5 separate regions of the Mus musculus genome follow, and all the other regions are linked to region 3. Evidence: chromatin contacts called from public Hi-C and promoter capture Hi-C data. All regions are on one chromosome and are shown on one strand. The core of a region is the stretch at or near the end of the contact, and the rest is flanking DNA. Distances in the headings are between cores, read along the strand shown.

Region 1 (3,751 bases), core at 361-2,860, 1.1 Mb after region 3:
CCTGAGTGTACCAGAGCCGTACCTGGCGTAGGTGGGGGTAATGACATAGATAGTAGGCAGGGCCTCAGGTTCAGGGGGCTGGGCTGGGACAGGGGGTGGGCGACGGAGATCAGCTTGCAACTGGGATATCCTCAGGTCCTTCTGCCGAAGCTGCTCAGCTGCAGCTCGAAGCGGAGGGAGGCAGTCGCAAGGCTGGCCTGGTACCAGGAAGCACCAACAGGGTGAGCAAGTTGTGACAGAGAACCACAGGATAGTAAGTAGTTCAAAAACCCAGGCCAATTCTTTTTAATTCCTAGCCAATACAGAAATTCCCTTGTAACTTGCTTTTTTTTTTTTTTTTAGAATGGTGTCAGAGACTCTTCACCTTTCACTGTTACTGTGTTACTGTTTTAAGGTAGGTCTTGCTATAATGGCTCCAAGCTGACTGACCTCAGACCTTTAACCCACTGACCTGTTTCCCAAACGGTGTGCCACAACATTCAACTCTTCAATTTTAACCAGTTCCATCTGTCACTCTATTTTTCTTTGCTGGGGCTCCAACCCAGGGCCTTACACTTGTGAGTGTTCTACCACTGTGCTACACCCTCAGCCCTGCCACTATTTTCACTAGTACATTTCGACGATTATCTGTCAGCCTTTCTGTCCTTTCTACCTTCTGATCCTAATTTTACCTTCCACACATAAGGAATATAACAGTCTGAACTAGAGGCTCTCCTGTAATGGCACTACCTGAAAAGCGTTTACCAAGCTCCCACATAAAAGGCTGGATTCAAGGCGCTCCGTGGTCACGTGACCACTGACTTGTCAGTAAGTTCACAGATTCCATTACACGACAAATATTTATTGAATAAAAGGGGGGGGCAGTCCCTACTCCCTAGCTACTTTAGTGGAAGAGGTAGACACTAATAAAGTCATTACAAATTGTGATATGGGCCACTTAGAAAATTAAAAGAGATCAAGACTAATAAGGGTTACTTGAGCTAAGGTGGTCAGGGAAGTCCTGATGTGACATCTGGCCTAAAACCAGGATGAGAAATAGATGGCCTGGAGGTGGGGAGAGCACAGCTGGTCAAAAGCTGGAGGGGACAATGAACCAGGGGGTTCTCAAAAACCTATCAGCAAGCCGGTCTGAGAGGCAGAGCAAGGGGAGGGTGGAAAATAGGTTGCTTGGCGGCGGCGGGGTCATTTGGGGCTTGACCGGTATCCGCGGAGTTGCAGACTGCCGAGAGTTCTACACAAGGGGTCACCGAGGGCTGTCCCGAGGGCTGAGCGAGCGGGAAGCCGCTGTCTGCGGGTCTCATCCCCAGCGCCTTGGGCCGGCCCTCCGCACACCGCCCCGCCCCGCCCCGCTCACCGAGCTGCACCAGAGCGTAGAGGAGGCCGGCGATCGACACCAGGAAGTAGGCAAGAAACACGTTCTTCAGCTTCAGCTTCATGGCCGGTGCCACCGGGGCAGGCGGGGTCCACCGGGACCGGCAGGGACAGGTCCGCCCGGCCCTCCGCCCTCCCGCCGGCCCCGCCCCGGCCGCCCGGGCCGCGCCCCGCCTTCCCCAGGCTCCCTTACTAGTTCCCGGGAACGCGGGACTCTGAGCGACACCTGGGACCACTTCCGGCTAGTGGCGTCCCTCCCACAGGCAGCTTCCGGTCCCGCCTCCTGGTAGGCCATTCAGGGCGTTGACGCTATATCCGCTGGGTCAAGCGGTCGTGGCAGGCTGACCAAGAGCTTGTGTGGCCTAGCTCTATAATCATCTTGAAGCTCCCAATTGAGCACAAGCTCCACCCTTGTCACTGAGTTTTCTAGACTCACTCAACCATCCTTCAGCCTCAGCATTGGCTGCTTAAAGAAACGGTTGTTCATTACTTGTTCAACCAATGAGTGAAATCTAAAACGCACCAGGTGCTTGGCTAGGTCGTTTCCAGTGATTCTCAATCTTCCTAATACTGGGACCCTCTAATACAGTTCCTCATGATTTGGCATCCTCCCCATCATAAAATTCATTTTGTTGCTACTTCAAAACTGTAATTTTGCCGTTAGGAGTTGTGATGTAAATGTTTTCTAATGGCATTCCTGCTGGTCCCTCCTGCTTTGTGCTGATTGTCCTGGTTGTCTGTTAGGTTGTGCCACCGCTGCTTCGTGTTCGCTATCCCTACTCTACCGAACTGAACTGCTGATAGATTCATGAAATGTCTGAGTGGATCAAGCTGCCACTGCTAGCCTGTGAAGTGAACTGCAGATTTCCAGACAACAGACAAAAGCTACTCCAAAGAATCTTTCTAAACATGTCCACATCCCCCGTATCTTTCATTTTCCACAACCTCTGGTGGGTGGTGGACTACAAGGGAGGTTAAAGTGTTTAAGAATCATCATTAAAAATAGGATTTGAAAACAGTTACACATGTTCGTGAGGACCAGAGGACTTTGGAGTTTTAGCCTTGGGACCTCAGGTTTGGTGCTCTAACTGTTGAACCATCTCATCAGCCTTCCAATTTTAGGCCAAAATTATGTCATTACCATGGGACAATTTTTAAAAGTTCCTTCTAGATTTTCCGCTCCACGAGCTGTAGTTTCTTCAGGGTCACCTCTCTTCAGCAAGTGACTACAGAGCTAAAAGTGGGTACCAAGTCTACACTACAACAATGATACTTTATTCACGGATATGTAACAATTTACATATTTAGTCCAGGAAGTAGCTTGTCTAATATGCAGTTTTTCTTTGTCCCACCCCTACCCCCAAACCCCCATCCCCGCCCAAAACAAGGTTTCAGTTTCTCTATTTAACCACCCTGACTGTTCTGGAACTCACTTTGCTAGCTAGGCAAACTCAAGAGATCTGTCTACCTCTGCTGGGATTTAAGGGGCATACACCACCACTGGCCAGCATGTGCACTAGTTTCTATCACCAAAAAAACCTGGGGTAGTGGTACATGTCCGCAATTCCTGGACAACATTGAAAGTGGAGGTAAACTCCACTATATCTCAAGATGGTCAGCATGGCAATGGTGGCACACGCCTTTAATCTCAGCACTTGGGAGGCAGAGGCAGGTAGATTTCAGAGTTCTAGCTTGGTCTACAGAGTGAGTTCCAGGACAGCCAGAGCTATACAGAGAAACCCTGTCTCAAAAAAGAAAGAAAGGAAGAAAGGAAGAAAGGAAGAAAGGAAGAAAGGAAGAAAGGAAGAAAGGAAGAAAGGAAGAAAGGAAGAAAGGAAGAAAGAAAGAAAGAAAGAAAGAAAGAAAGAAAGAAAGAAAGAAAGAAAGAAAGAAAGAAAGGAAGAAAGGGAAAGGGAGAAAAGAAATATAGTCAGCCTAGGCTACCTGGAACCCTGTCCTATTACACAAACTGTTTCTCTTTGCTGAACAATAAATAGTTTCAACATATATTCAATAAAAAAAAACTCACAAAAGAAAATACTATGTTCCTACCAGTAACTATGTTTCTGTTTCAATGTTACATCATAATAAAAACATTTAAAACTCCTTTCATTTAGCTCTGTAAAAACCATTTAGGAATTATCTAGTCACCCTATCATACAAAACAAAATTTCAGAACTTTTTTTCCTGTAACCAAGTATCCACTACTTGTCCTTTCTCCAATCTTCCCAACAATAGTTTTGAGACTTAGTCCAGAATAGCCTTCAACTTAAAAGTCTCAGGATCTCAGGATGTCCTTGAACTATTCCACCATTCCCAGAAAGGTTTTTTGTTTTTGTTTTTGTTTTTTTTTTTAATCCTTATCTGAAAGGGTCTGTGG
Region 2 (3,656 bases), core at 320-2,819, 1.1 Mb after region 3:
CAGAGGTTTGCAAGGAGGTGAGTGACTTGCCTAAGGTTGCACAGCCGGCCAGTCTGGCTCAAAGCCAGCAGCCTTAGAGCAGTCAAAATTGCCTCCCAAGAGTTTCTTTCCTCTGCCTGGACCTGTGCTCGCTCACGGAGGAAGTGACCCCTACCCCCGCACAGCACCCTGTGGCCGACGCTGCGGCGCCCACCCCTGGGGTAATGCGGTGTACACCAGATCGCCACCGCGGCGAGGCAGACTCACCGGCCTCTCGCTGCCCAGGCAATATACAGAAGGCAGTTCCGGCTGCCGAGGAAGCCCCGCCCAACTGTCAATCGCCTACAGGGGCTGAGCCTTGCATAGAGGGCAGAGCCTGTAAAATGCTTTGCTCCCCAGTGTCTCTGCCCATTACACTTTAGTTAAGTGACCAAAGGACCCATTATAATCTCCAACGCAGTCTGGGACTCCTTGGTCCTCCTTTCCAGGCCTCAACCACAACCCTCTGCCCATACCTTTACCACCTGTCTTTTCAGTGTGATTGAATGGAGGTGTGAAATAAATGCTGATTTTGTTTTGTTTTGTTTTGTTTGTTTGTTTTTTGTAAATTCAGTAGAGTTCCTTGGGCCTGTAGGAGTCCAACTGGAGCTCAGAGAGCCTTGCACCCTGCCAGAATCTGAATCTTGTGTGTTGTGTGCGCAGATGGTGCCGTCCGCTAGTCAAGCGTGGCGGCATTTCAACCCCTTTCAGTCTCCAGTTTTTATGCTGCGTGATTGACCTTCTGTGACCCACGTGATGCAGCCAACCTCAAAATCCCTACAAAAAACCATGAGACTAGATTTCTGATGGTGGCATCGTCTGGATAACGTCCTCCAGGAGGCAAGGCCAATGCACATCTTTTTGAATAGTAGTAATCCACTCAAATTACATGAAAAATTTCCAATCGATTCCCTATTTCCCCAGTGCCAACTCTTGCCACCCTACTCCCCACTCCGAGAAGCCCACCTGTGTTCACAACATTCACACTAACTCTCGTGGCAAGGTGCCTTACCTCGTCTTTGTCTGATCCTTTGATCTGGTCTCTGCATGTCTCTCTTGCCCCAGCTTCTCTTCTTTGATGTATCATTTCTTTAGCTATCTTCCTGATGGGTTACCTCTGGGTCTCCCAGCTCGCGTCACTCACGTGGTAGAAAGTGGTGATCTAGAAGCTGATCACCTGTAGAGTGTTACATTTTCCTAGCTCTGAAGAACGGTGGGTCACTGAAAGAAACCAAGATTCAGGTGCTAAGTGCTGTGTCAGGGTGGGGGTGGGGGTGGGGGAGCAGCAGCCCAGCTGATGTCAGACTTTCAAATGAGCAGGGTCTTCCGCAGTGGGGACAGACTCTAATGCAGGGGCTGTCACAGGCCCAGACCACCCCATTTGAGAGGGGAGCCTGCTTCTGCCTCAGGCCCTTTGGGGAGCTATCTAGTTTAGACTAAGGACTTGTACAATGGCAGGGGCAGGTAGTGAGAGAGCAGCAGTGAGGGTGTGCACAGGGGATGCAAACAGCAGACTGACTCCCCCACTGTCCAGGCAGTTGGTATGCGCCAGAATCAGCAGCTCCTTCTAGCATCCTTCATCCTTCAGGTACCAGCCATCTGGGCAGAACTTAAGCTGTGGAGACTGAGACCACCCCTCCAAGGATCTCGTCTGAGCATCTCTAGTGACCTTCTCTGCATTAACTGTCAGTGCTACGGATATTTTTAGCTCCAAGTCCTGGCAGGGTGGGGCACCTATCTGAGGCAGGGTTTGGTGCCCCCTCCCCACTGACCCTACATCCCTGGCTGCCGCTGCTGTTACTTCAGGTGAGTAGAAAGCAGCTTTTTTTCTCTTCAGGGCTTGAGGGGGGACAGGTGGCTGATGTGATTTCATCAGGGTGGGGCTCTTTCTGACTGAGGCTTTCATTGCTGGTAACATATTTGGCTCAAAGACTTAAAATCCTTAAATCGTTTGTATAATTTGATGACCAGGACCCAGGGGTTAGGAGAATATTTCATTTTATCTTCTCCATTCTCCCTACTTAAAAAAAAAAAAAAAAAAGAAAGAAAAAAAAACCTGGGATGGCCACTGGAGAATGGGGGCACAATCCCAGGTGTGTGGTTGTGAAGAGCTGAGTGTTTCAGCTGACTGTCTTTACTCCAGGATGAAAGGGGAGACCCCCGTTAACAGCACTATGAGTATTGGTCAAGCACGCAAGATGGTGGAACAGCTTAAGATTGAGGCCAGCTTGTGCCGGATAAAGGTGGGTGCGACCCTGGCTCCCATCAGCCCTTCAGGGCTCAGCTGTGGGTTTGCAATACCCTCCCCTCCCCCCTCCCCCCAAGAAAAGATGCTTCTTTTCTTGACACCCTGAGGTCAGTGGCAGAAACTGGGCTTTGTCAGCAAAGTTGTTCCCGAGGACTGGCGTTGGGGGAGAGGGCTGTCTCAAAGGGCACTAGAAACAAAAAGATAGTCTATTGGAGAAGAGAACTGCAGTCCCTTTCAGGAATTCTGGTTAATGTATCCCTTCCTGGCTGGGTTCCAGGTGTCCAAGGCAGCAGCAGACCTGATGACATACTGTGATGCCCACGCTTGTGAGGACCCCCTCATCACTCCTGTGCCCACTTCCGAGAACCCCTTCCGGGAGAAGAAGTTCTTCTGTGCGCTCCTCTGAAGAGCGGTGGACCTCCTCTGAACTCATCGCCCCCTCCCAGACCCGCCCTTAGATTGGAAATTGTAGTAGATCACTTCTACCCGCATTTACCCGGAGATTATTTGAAGCACAAGGCCCTCCTTACCCATGTCTACCCCATCTCCTCACCCTTTCAGGCTAACTCCAAGCACCTTCTACTCTATCTATAAAGGGACCCCGCTAAACTGCCAAAATCCTGCCTGTTTCCCTCGGTGATCCATCCGTTCAGGCAATGGAGAGGGGGATGCCCGGGTGCTCACCTGGAGCTATGAAAGGTAAAGGCATTTGAAGAATAAAGTCATTCAGAGCCTCAGAGGACAACGTCTGTGTTAGCGTTCTTGGGAAAGAGGATCCTTAATCGATACACTTGCCATATCCAGGGAACAGGGCCAGTCGAGCCCGTTAGACATTGTAAGGATTGGAGATCGCAAAGTATAAGGTGCCCGAGCGCCCCCAGTGGGGGGTTGTTAAAACGAGCGCTCAGAAGCCGCGGAGCATTCACACGAGCGCGCAACGTAAGCGGCGAGAACCACACAAGGGCGAGCAGGGTGGGTTTCCGCAGGCCCAGGGACAGCAGCCCCGGGGGGAGGTGGCCCGAGAGGCCGTGGGGCGGGACAGGGCGACTCGGCGCGGCAGCCAATGCCCAAGATGGCGGCTGCCTGTTCGTACCCGCATGGAGGCACGCGCCGAGGGTGCTCTTAAAATGGCGGTCCCCAGCGTTCCCAATAGGGAACGATCCCTTATGCGATCCTCTGGTCTTAAAATGGCTGCCCCTGCCCTCTCAAAGTCAGAGTCAGGTTCTCTGTCCCATAGAATCTGGAACTAGACATGCTTTGGAGACCAATCACGGGGAGTGGGGATGGGGAGACACCTAAAGCAGTCATGGGTTCTTAAGTTCAGTGTGGTGACCAACACTCCGGAGGTGTTGGACACACACAGAGGCAGATGGATCTCTGAGTTCCAAGC
Region 3 (3,586 bases), core at 195-2,694:
TTAAAAGTTCAGTAAGGATGGGAAGGCAAACCTTGGGACTTGGCTTTATCAAGTGTTCTACGGCTCGGTATTAGTGCAGAGAAAAAAATTTAAGCCAAGCCCAAATCTACTTGTCTAAGAGGTAGGGTGCTAGAGTATCCTGCATTGGGAGGCCATTTTTCTCCTCCTTCACCAATCATGTAAAAAGTAGCTAACACAAGGTCACAAGGCTTCCAGCTCTACAAACAACCACTGATTTATAAAATTAATGCATCATGCCCTGTTAACAATTGAGGGCATTGCATTTTAGCACAAATATATTAGGAGAAGCTTTGATTTTCAGTTTTAAGCACTCAGTGTATTCATATTCCAGGAATGACAGCCACAGAAGTTGGACCTGTTTCAAAGTCCAGGCCTTCCCCAAACCTGTTTTTCAGAAACTATTACATGGAAAACTTCCTTGTCCAGCAATTGATAGCAGGCTTTTCCCAACAAGTATGTACCTACCACTTGTTAGTAAGCCACACTCATGCAAAATAAGAAAAATACAGTAACATGATGCCTTGTAAATGCAAGGTCGGGGTGACACTGATAACTACAGAAGGGGAGATTCCTAGCGATAAGTTTCAATGCAAGTGAGGCTCTGTGATAAGCAGAGAGGTGGAGGCGGCTGCTTTGAAGGGGACAAGAGTAAGCTCACAAGAGATAAGCCTCTTTACACCAGGCCCCAAGGCTGCCACTCGACACCATGACCAAGCAGACCCGCCATACTCCAGGAGGAACTGGAGCAGGATGCATAACCAAACAGAGAAGCTTGTAGGCCACGTGATCGGAGGGGACGAGCGTGCAGAAAATGCACCTAACTGCAGGGTTGATTGGCCAGGCTGACAGTCGTACTGCCCTAAGGCTTCAAAAAAAAGTGGTGTAATGACATGCCTGATCTATGCAGGAGCCACAAGGTGCTATGTGCTCAGACTTGCCACGGCAGGGCTGCCTGCCTTAGGAAAGAACCCCGAACAAACTCCATTTTCCAGAAGGGCGCTGGAAGGCGGGGAAGCCCGCAGCAGGCCACGCCCCGACCCACCCTCCGCCGGCTCCCCAAGTGGCCCTGAGGAGGCCGCACTCACCATAGACAGATAGACGTAGGAGGCATACAACTCCAGGTTGATCTGGCGGTTGATGGCAGCCTCCGCGTCCTGGTGGTAGTTCTGGCGCACTTGCGAGGGAGACGCGGTGGTCATGGTGGCGGCGGGGCGAGGCGCGGTGGCGACGCTGGAGCGGCGGAACGACGAAGTTGCAAAGGGCTCAGGCTCGAAGCGGCCGGCGGGGGTCGGAGGGGTCGAGCACCGGGTTCCGTTCAAGCACTGTTGAAGCAGGAAACCGCGGCGACTCTGGGCGAGAACGTCTGGCGCAGGAGGGGACAGCGGGCCGCACTTATAGCGGGATCCTGCGTCAGGCGAGCGCTGGCCAATCAGCGCAGCGGGCCGCGCCGCCCCGCCTCTTCCTGTGGGCGTGTTGCCCAAACCCGCAGGGCGCGGGCGGGGAGGAGCCTGTGTGAGTGTGAGGCGACGCAAGGGGCTCTGAGCTTCTGCAAGAGCGGTGCCTGGCAACAAGCGCGCTGTTTCTGTGGCCCGGGGCGGGCGTAGTTGGATCTAGCCGTACTGCAGAGGCATCTGGGTCCCAGATGGGCACAGAGGGTACCGATGAGGATGATTTTCAATTCTCACAGGATATCCCTAAACTCTAGGCAAAGTGCGTGTTGTTAGTCGTGACATACACCAGACAGCGACTTCGTCTTACAAATAGGAAAATGGAAGCGTGGCGCTGTAAATGGCGAACGACATATAAGTTGGACTGGGAAAGAGCGGCTTTCCCTCCTTCAGAATCTGTGGAGAGAAGCTCAGAGGAGGAGTAGGGGAACTATTGGCGAGGAGGTTAGGGTCTACCCTGTTCTTCTGACTCAAGCAACCCCGGCTTTTTGCTAAGGCAAACATGGCTCTGAGAACAGTTGAAAAAACAAAGGCTAAGAAGGCGCATTTCTCCTTAGAGCAGGACAACAGCCGTCTGTCTATAGGGCAATCCTGGGGCCAAACCATTTAGGTTTCTGAGAAAGCCCCTGGTGATGCTTGAAATTAAGAGACGTCTCTGGATTAGAAAAGTAAAGAAGTGACCTACGTGTGTCTGTTTCAAAATGGTCTCCTTTATCTTTCTCAGTAACCTTTGGGTTTGTCCTTGGAGTGAAGTTGATGCTTGCAGAATGGCAGGTGACAGGTGCAGGAAACTGCAGAGGGACAAGCCAACTGTGTCTATCTTGTAGCTGTGGCCCAGCTTCAAAATGGGTGCGAATTCTTGGATAGCAAGCAGAACTAGAGATTAGCCACTGCGTCTTGCTAGGCCCTGCCATCCACATCCACTTGTGCTCAGCCTTGTCTAGTCTTTAACACAGGTGGAGAACCAGCAGATGCTGTTCATATTCTCAAAACTGGAAGTTGGACTTCGATTTTGTTGTTATTGTTTTGAAGCAAGATTGACAAAGTTACTGGATCAGTAACCCAGACTGGCCAGGGACTCTCTGTGTAAGCCAGGCTGGTTCGTCAGAGAGCTGGGATTATAACCCTCTTCCCCCCTTTTAAGGTACGTCTACTGAAATACATTACTAGTACTTAGTCTTTTAAAACTACACGTTATATATGTTCTTTTCAGGAAAGATTTCAGTGGTAATCTAGCTGCAGGATGCTTCTGGATAAATATCCTGGAGTCAGACTTCAGGACGATGGCCCTAGGAGACTGATGCTGAGCTAAAGTTGATGAACAAATTCCCTTTGGAAAGTGGAGGAGGGAGGTGGGGAAAGGAGTTCTAAGTAGAGGGAATAGCAAATGGGCAGGCATGGGAATGCTTCCCTTGTTCAAGGAACCTTAAGGAAAGTGTGTTTGTTGGCCCGAAAAACGAAGTGCATGTTGGGGAGAGCTGGAAAGAACATAGTCAGACTGGCGAGCCATAAAAAGTCATTAAACTTTACCCTGTAGGTAATATGGATATATCATATCCATTTGATTTTAGGAACATTACTGTAAATCAATACAAAACTGGTAGGAGTCCAGCCTAGTCATTGTCACATGTAGAATGCATGCAATTTTTTTCTAAGGGTAACCACCATCAGAAAAATATGATGGAAGACCAGCAAGAGGGTGATGGTAGTGAGCAAATATTTTCACTTACCTTAGCAGCAGAGACTCAAGTAGCAAGTAATAAGATCACCAATACCACGAAACAAAGCCAAGCAAGTATTGGGGAAAGGAGGTGCTATCTTCCTGAAGGGTCGGTCATCTTCCATACTACAAATGTCAGCTCTAACCCTGTAACTCAACAGAGTCAGAGATGTGAAAATACAGTGTCTCTTTGGCAGGTCGTGATTCTGAGGTTCATATGGAGCCAGTGGACTAGCTTGTAAACCCTGAAGAAAACAAAGGTCGGGAGGGAAGGTTGGCTGGAGATAGCTATCATATCATCAAATGTGGGATGCATATGCACAGATACATATATATTACAATAAAGTATGACTTTGGTACTGACAGGAAGATGAGAGAAAAATCAAAATACTCCCAC
Region 4 (3,363 bases), core at 629-3,128, 1.1 Mb before region 3:
ATACCCACATTTACTTACATAGGAGAGTAACAATTATAGAGAACAGGGTCATGAACCTGAGAGGGAGTGTGGGGAACTTCAAAGGAATTGGAGGGCACAAGGTAGAAATGATATAAATATAGTATTCATGTATGAAAAATAAAATAAATTTAAAACAGAATACAATGCTCTTCAGTGACGCTTGCAATAATGTCTTTTAATCAAAGTACTTCCAAAATTTTTCTTTTAAATAAAAGAGAGGGGAGGGGAGATCACAGTGTATAGATATGCATACTTTTCTCTTGTTCTGTCTTTTTTTACACTGGCTTCACTTGTGAACCTAGTGTTGGGGGAGGCAAAAATATTTCGCCTCCCCACCCTCACAACTGCTAAAAACTAATTCTCTTCTTACTAAATTTTTATTTTGGAAAATAGGGTTTTTTTTTTTCACTAAAGATGCTTATTTCTGCTGACATGAAATGTATAGCTTTAGCCTAACAACTAACAAATACATCTTAGTCATCTCTGCTTTCATTTATTCAGTGGTAAATATCAAAAAACGGAATCCTTATAAGCTCTTTCAGAGTCTTTAGTTGATTTCCTCCAAGTGCAAAGATGTCCCGAGTTCCTTGAGTTAGAATACACTCACCCTCTCAGAGCCCTAGGACACAGAGAATGGGTCTCCATTCTGGAGCCTCACAACCCAGTCTAAAAGCCCTTCACTCCTCCTCCTCAGAGGCAAGGGACCAAGATCAATGTTGAGTGACAGCTCTCTTGACCTGCCAGTCAACTTGATAACCTCCACCTATCTTCATTGTTGTGTTTTGTTTTGTTTTTTATTGCTCTGAAGAGACATATGACCAAGGCCACTGATTTTAATTAATTAACTTATTTATTAATTAATTAATTTGGAGGCCCACAGTTTCAGAGAGTTACAGTCTGCAATCATCATAATGGGAAGCAGGGCATCAAGCAGGCCGGCATGGCACTGGAGCGGTAGTTAAGAGTGTACTTCCTGCGGAGGAAGAAGAGAGGGGATCGGGGGAAGGGAGAGAGGGAATAAGAGAGAGAATGTGCACAGTGGGACACACCTCCTCCAGCAAAGCTACACCCCCTAATTCTTCCCAAACAGTTCCCAACCAGGAACCAAGCTTTTAATTTATGAGGTGGGGGGGTCTCACTCAAAGGACCACACCCTATGGAGAGCGGGGCCTTCTGTCTCTGCTGGGGATTGCCTCCTCTTCCTTATATTTCCATGTCACCTCTATTACTCCCAATCTGACCAGTCAGCTGGCTGTGCCAGCAGTGACTGCTTCCCTGTCACTACACAAGATCTTTCACAGACACTCTATGGGCTTTTTAGCAACGATAACAAGGTGGCACCAACAGGAGAGCTCATTAAACCTATTGTCCCTTGGTTCTGGAGGCAGGAAGTCTGAGTTCAGGGTGTCAGCAAGGCTCCATCCTTCAGGAGGACTGGGAGGAGAGTCTCCTCCAGGCTTCTCCTAGCCTCTGGCTTCTGGCAGTATAATAGTGAACTCTCCTTGTATTCACATCTGCTAATTCTTTAACCTACAACCCACGATGAAAATGCAAACACAGGAGATACACGCTTGAGTGTAATCCTGTGTCCTGCCTGAAACCACATCCTAGAGAGCCCTGAAGAATATCCACTGACCCATGTACTTGTGTTACTCTTACCAAAAAAAAAAAAAAAAAAAAATCAGCATTTGCTTTAAATCATTGAAATATCATATTATGTCTGCTTATTTCCATAGCCAAGGATGAAGCAGTTGTCTCAGGCAACACTGTACTGTGTTCCAAGCAAGGAATTTCCCAAGTGGGAAAAGGCTCTTGGGCTGTGTTTGCAGATCTTCCTGTTTGTTTGTGGGATAGGCCAACTAATTGTGTAAACTTCTCTCAGACTCGGGGTTTTTCAGTCCACTCCTGTTTAGCAAATAGTGCCCCAAAGCAATTCAAAGGGAAAGTGAAACTGACATTCTCAAACTTTATATAAAAAACCAAAGAGAAGATCAGCAGGAGTCTAGCAGACAACCTGAGCTGCAAGATGTCTCCCGTAAGTACCTCTTGATCTGTAAGGGGAAATCTATAGTGGGTAAGAAGGCCCATGGAAGGCCTCATCCCAGCTTACTGGAGAGAATGAGTGTCACCTTCTGTCTTTGAAAGCTTGCATTTAGTTTGTTATTATTTCTAAGTCTGTTTTTCCAGGAAGATATAGTTCTTGTGGGGTGGGTATCTCCTGTCTGACACCACAGAACTCAATTCTAAGCCTGGGATGTAGAGAGGAGACAGCACTAGGTAGGCATATGAAGGGCCAGCCAGGCGCTGCGGGAAATACACACACACACACACACACACACACACACACACACACACGCACACGGAAATATCTGGAAAGGACAAAGCAAAGGACTTAAGCGTAAGTTTCTCCTGGGTCCTCCTGTGTAAGTTCTTTCTGATTTTCTCCTCAGTTGTGGATCACTTCACTGACTTTTTCTCAACGTGCAGAGGCCTTAATTCCTTCCCCTTTTAAAATAGCTCTGTTCCAGCCCAGCAGACTTTTTAATGATCTAGCTTTCTCTAAAAGCTCAGAACAATGGCAGGAGTCTGTACCCTCTTCTGAAGATGAGGCACCCTGTATGTAGTTAGAATCTTCCTCTGCCCTAGAAAAAAACATTTGATACAGGCCCTGCTCTCTCCATGTTAGCTTTGCCTTCCCCCTCTAGCCTTTAACCATCTCACTTTTCTGACTGTTCTTGTCCATGACCTCACATCCTACTCTTACCCAGAGGAGCCTCTCTGTTTTGCTCCAGACTGCACCTAGAATTGTCAGGGTCAGAGTCCAGGCTCAAGCAATCCAGATTCATCTACCCAGTCCTTAATGGGCCAACTAAACAAATAAGAGTGGAAGGTAGAAAAAAATGAATTCATTGTGACTTCATTGAGAAGCAGAGCAAAGGGGTCCAGTGACTTGGCCCCACCTGGGCTTATCACTCAGTTTCTAACATGGAGTTTAAATAAAGAGCCAGAGGTATGCAAAGCGAAGAATTTCTTTTTTTTTTTTTTAATTTTTATTTTATTTTAATTAGGTATTTTCTTCATTTACACTTCCAATGCTATTCCAAAAGTCCCCCATACCCTCCCCCCCACACTCCCCTACCCACCCACTCCCTCTTCTTGGCCCTGGCGTTCCCCTGCACTGAGGCATATGAAGTTTGCAAGACCAATGGGCCTCTCTTTCTACTGATGGCCGACTAGGCCATCTTCTGATGCATATGCAGCTAGAGACATGAGCTCCGGGGGGGGGTACTGGTTAGTTCATATTGTTGTTCCACCTATAGGGTTGCAGACCTCTTTAGCTCC
Region 5 (3,247 bases), core at 388-2,887, 1.1 Mb after region 3:
CTCAGTGTTCAGAAGGCAGAGACAGGTAAATCTCAAGTTTGAGGCCAGCCTGGTCTACAGAGCCAGTTCCAGGACAGTCAGGGATAGAGACTCTTGGCTTGAAGAAAAAAAAAAAAACAGAACAAAGCCAAAAAAAAAAAAAAAAAAGTGTAGTTTAAAGGTAGAGCACAATATATCATGCATAGACCCTTGTGGGTTTTTCTTTCTTTCTTTCTTTTTTTTTTTTTTTGGTTTTTCTGTTTAGCCCTGGCTGTCCTGGAGCTCACCTTGTAGACCAGGCTGGCCTCGAACTCAGAAATCCGCCTGCCTCTGCCTCCGAGTGCTGGGATTAAAGGCGTGCACCACCACGCCCAGCGTGGGTTTTTCTTATTGTTGTTGTTGGTTTTGTTTTTAAAGAAAGGGCATAGTGATGCATATCTATAATCCCTGCATTTGCAAAGGAGAGGCAAGAGAGTTGGGATTTCAGGGGAATCTGCAGCCACACAGGAGTTTGAGACCAGTCCTGAGCTATGTGAGATGTTTCCTGGTGACTTGCAGCACACCCTCAAAACCGGAAAGGTCAGGTTCTATGATCAGACTTGTTTGTATTTGAGAGGAAGGAAGATGACCCATGACCCTTGGTAAAGTGTGTCACTGGGCTATGGTGGCCCAGGCCTGTAATCCCAGCACTAGAAGAATGTGGCTTCGAATTTAGCCTAGGCCGCATACGGGGTTCCAGCGCAGCCTGAGGTACACAGCTGGACTGCGTCTCAAAAAAATAATGCAAGGCACAGTGAAGGCCACATCTCAGCACTCTGGAGGCGGAGGCAGGAGGATCCGGAGTTCAGCCTGGGCAAGAGTTAGGCAGACTCCAAACAAAACACACACACACACACACACACTGAACTTGCCAGTCACCTCTTGGTCTGTTCTTGTCTCTCCTCTTCAGTCAAAATGGGTCTGCTTTCTCCAGCAGCAGACCCAGAGCCTGCAAACAAGCAACCAGGATTAGTATTTAGAATAAGATCATTCTGATTTTCTCGGGGCCCTTTCAAGGTCTCTAGAATCACAAGATGTCTCCCAGTCAGGACCTTCAGGGCCAACTTGCTCTGAGGGCGTGGGTTCTCGTCCCAGGACATGGCTGAGGGGAGTCTCCAGAGGCTCATCCACATCGGGGTCGTCTTCATGCTCCATCAGCCTGCGCGGAGAAAGTAGGCAGGGGTTGGTTAGCCTGGAGGCCACCTTGCCCAGCGGCTCCCAAACTCCCGCCACCCGTGCGGGTCGCCCGCTCACCAATCCATCGCAGCCTCGATGCCCTGGTTCCCTGTGAGGGCCAGAGCCTTCTCCCTGGGGGCAGAAACACCGTGAATAGCGCCCACCAGCCATGGTGACAGTCAGGCCGGCCAGGCCCGCGGCCTCCCACCACCGGCTAGGGGGAGGCTCCCTTACGCGCGTCCCCTGGGAAAGCCCATCTCGATGAGGCTCTCCAGAGCCGTCAGCTCCGCCATGGCGCCCGCCTCCGCCTCCGCGGGGACCTGCGGGGACCAGAAGGAAGACCGCAAGGGTCAGCCCGGGGCGACTCCGCCCGCGACGCCGCCCTCCCGGCGCTCGCTAACTCACGGGGCGGGAGACCCAGGGACGAGGGGGGAGTAGACAGTGAGTGGGGAGAGCGGAGGGGAAGCGGAAGTGCCCGGTCTGTTTGTGTCACGTGGAGGCAGGGTGGACGGGTGCCGAAGAGAGCCAGAAATGTCCTTCCTGGTGGGCGGGGACTTTGAGGAGGGACAACTGACAGGAAGGAGACCCACCCACGGGGAAGAAGCTCCAGACAGGCTTGAGCCGGTTTGCAGGCTTTTAGGATTCTAAAAGAGAGCCTGGCTATGGATCGGCGGGTAAAAGCACCTGCCTTCAAGCCTAATTATGTGAGTTCGATTCCTAAGACCCACGAGGTTGAGCACAGAGGAAAAAGGATTCCTGTTAGTTGTCCTCTGACCTAAGCACACGAGTCGGGGCGTTCATGATAAACAGTAAAAGTTTATCTCTCTCTCCCTCTCTTTCTGTCTTTCTCTCTCTTTCTTTCCTTTTGGTGTTTTGAGACAGGATTTCTCTGCATAGTCCTGGCTGTCCTGGAACTCGCGCTGTAGACCAGGCTGGCCTGCAATCCAATGAGATCCACTTGCCTCTGCCTCCGGAGCGCAGTACTGGGATCAGAGTGTGTCGCCACCACCTCCTTGCATTTTTTAATTTTCCGTTTTCTCTTTTACTTCTCTTTCTGTCTTTTGGCACCAAGACCAGACAGGCCTCAAACTCAGAAAAATCTGCCTGCCTCAGTCTTCCAAGTGCCAGGACTAAAGTTGTGTGCCACCACACCCATCGGTGATGTATGTAAAAGAAGTTGGGAGGAGAATAACTCTTATATATATTATTAGTAAGTTATTTATCAGAGTCTAGGGAGTAGGTCTAGTGGTGATTTGGTCTAGCATGCTTGAGTCTATGTTCATCATCATTGTTATCACTGTCTTTGTTTTTTGAGACAAGATCTCATTATGAAGCCTTGGCTGTTCTGGAACTTTCTAAATGGATCTGGCTTTAGAGACTGATCTCAAACTCAAATATCAGTCTGCCTCTGCCATCCAGAGTGCAGGGATCAAAGGCCAGAAACATCTTGCCCAGCTATCTTTTTTTTTTTTTTTTTTTTTTTTTTTTTTTTCGTTTTTGGTTTTTCGAGACAGGGTTTCTCTGTGTAGCCCTGGCTGTCCTGGAACTCACTTTGTAGATGAGGCTGGCCTCGAACTCAGAAATCCACCTGCCTCTGCCTCCTGAGTGATGGGATTAAAGGGGTGTCTCACCACGCCTGGCTTGCCCAGCTATCTTAAAACCTTTCTTTTTTTAAAAAAAGATTTATATTTATTCCATGTAAGTACACTGTAGCTATTTTCAGACACACCAGAAGAGGGCATCAGGTCTCATTGCATATGTTTGCGAGCCACCATATGGTTGCTGGGATTTGAACTCGGGACCTTCGGAAGAGCAGCCAGTGCTCTTAACCACTGAGCCGCCCTTAAATTAAATCTTGATTTCAGAATACCCTGGTCTCTATGAGACCTCAAAAACCCAAATCTTAGGCCTTTGAGATGGTTCAGTTGGTAAGACACCTGAGCTGGATCTCTGCAACCCTCGTTGGAAGACGAGAACCTGCTTCTCCACGTAGTACTTTTGTCCCCTGACGCTTAACCAACAAGGATGACATGCAGGCTCCACTTCCATCATA

What was found. Promoter capture Hi-C pulls out the DNA fragments that hold promoters and counts their contacts. Hi-C and Micro-C count contacts between places; a contact is called where the count stands out from the background.
Region 1: a contact with region 3 is called in a Hi-C map of the 63-12 cell line, with 5 times the contacts expected there. A contact is called at or near these places in 2 of 39 promoter capture datasets (the 3T3-L1 cell line and cranial neural crest), 1 of 484 Hi-C or Micro-C datasets (the 63-12 cell line) and 4 of 130 datasets of targeted methods (astrocytes, large pre-B cells, pancreatic cancer cells and 1 more).
Region 2: a contact with region 3 is called in a promoter capture Hi-C map of pre-B cells, with 2.6 times the contacts expected there. A contact is called at or near these places in 17 of 39 promoter capture datasets (the 3T3-L1 cell line, 3T3-L1-derived adipocytes, the C10 cell line and 12 more), 1 of 484 Hi-C or Micro-C datasets (B cells), 8 of 130 datasets of targeted methods (the 230-238 cell line, the NIH/3T3 cell line, T-cell acute lymphoblastic leukemia and 5 more) and 2 of 9 other capture datasets (adipose tissue and embryonic stem cells).
Region 4: a promoter capture Hi-C map of liver shows a contact between it and region 3, with 2.2 times the contacts expected there. A contact is called at or near these places in 3 of 39 promoter capture datasets (frontonasal cranial neural crest and liver) and 1 of 130 datasets of targeted methods (pancreatic cancer cells).
Region 5: a Hi-C map of B cells shows a contact between it and region 3, with 9 read pairs. A contact is called at or near these places in 3 of 39 promoter capture datasets (the 3T3-L1 cell line, cranial neural crest and embryonic stem cells), 1 of 484 Hi-C or Micro-C datasets (B cells), 10 of 130 datasets of targeted methods (the NIH/3T3 cell line, acute myeloid leukemia, astrocytes and 4 more) and 2 of 9 other capture datasets (embryonic stem cells and macrophages).

The regions. Positions count from the first base shown.
Region 1 is chr19:8,918,252-8,922,002 of GRCm38.p6, reverse strand. It overlaps B3gat3 (beta-1,3-glucuronyltransferase 3 (glucuronosyltransferase I)), which reads right to left and starts at 1,610. Exons shown (of 5, transcript NM_024256.2): 1 at 1,355-1,610; 2 at 23-197. The coding sequence starts at 1,436. Gm36629 (a long non-coding RNA gene) reads left to right here and starts at 161. Exons shown (of 3, transcript XR_003952913.1): 1 at 161-253; 2 at 343-394; 3 at 686-3,404.
Region 2 is chr19:8,837,159-8,840,814 of GRCm38.p6, reverse strand. Gng3 (guanine nucleotide binding protein (G protein), gamma 3) reads left to right here and starts at 1,569. Exons shown (of 3, transcript NM_010316.3): 1 at 1,569-1,824; 2 at 2,162-2,261; 3 at 2,544-3,656. The coding sequence starts at 2,163. The coding sequence ends at 2,672. It overlaps Bscl2 (Berardinelli-Seip congenital lipodystrophy 2 (seipin)), which reads right to left and starts at 3,348. Exons shown (of 12, transcript NM_001136064.3): 1 at 2,951-3,348; 2 at 1,031-1,239. The coding sequence starts at 1,105.
Region 3 is chr19:9,980,504-9,984,089 of GRCm38.p6, reverse strand. Fth1 (ferritin heavy polypeptide 1) reads right to left here and starts at 1,444. Exons shown (of 4, transcript NM_010239.2): 1 at 1,107-1,444. The coding sequence starts at 1,220.
Region 4 is chr19:11,049,081-11,052,443 of GRCm38.p6, reverse strand. It overlaps AW112010 (expressed sequence AW112010), which reads left to right and starts at 1,878. Exons shown (of 3, transcript NR_102366.1): 1 at 1,878-2,056.
Region 5 is chr19:8,869,938-8,873,184 of GRCm38.p6, reverse strand. Ubxn1 (UBX domain protein 1) reads right to left here and starts at 1,637. Exons shown (of 9, transcript NM_001362044.1): 1 at 1,429-1,637; 2 at 1,273-1,326; 3 at 1,071-1,177; 4 at 898-967. The coding sequence starts at 1,487.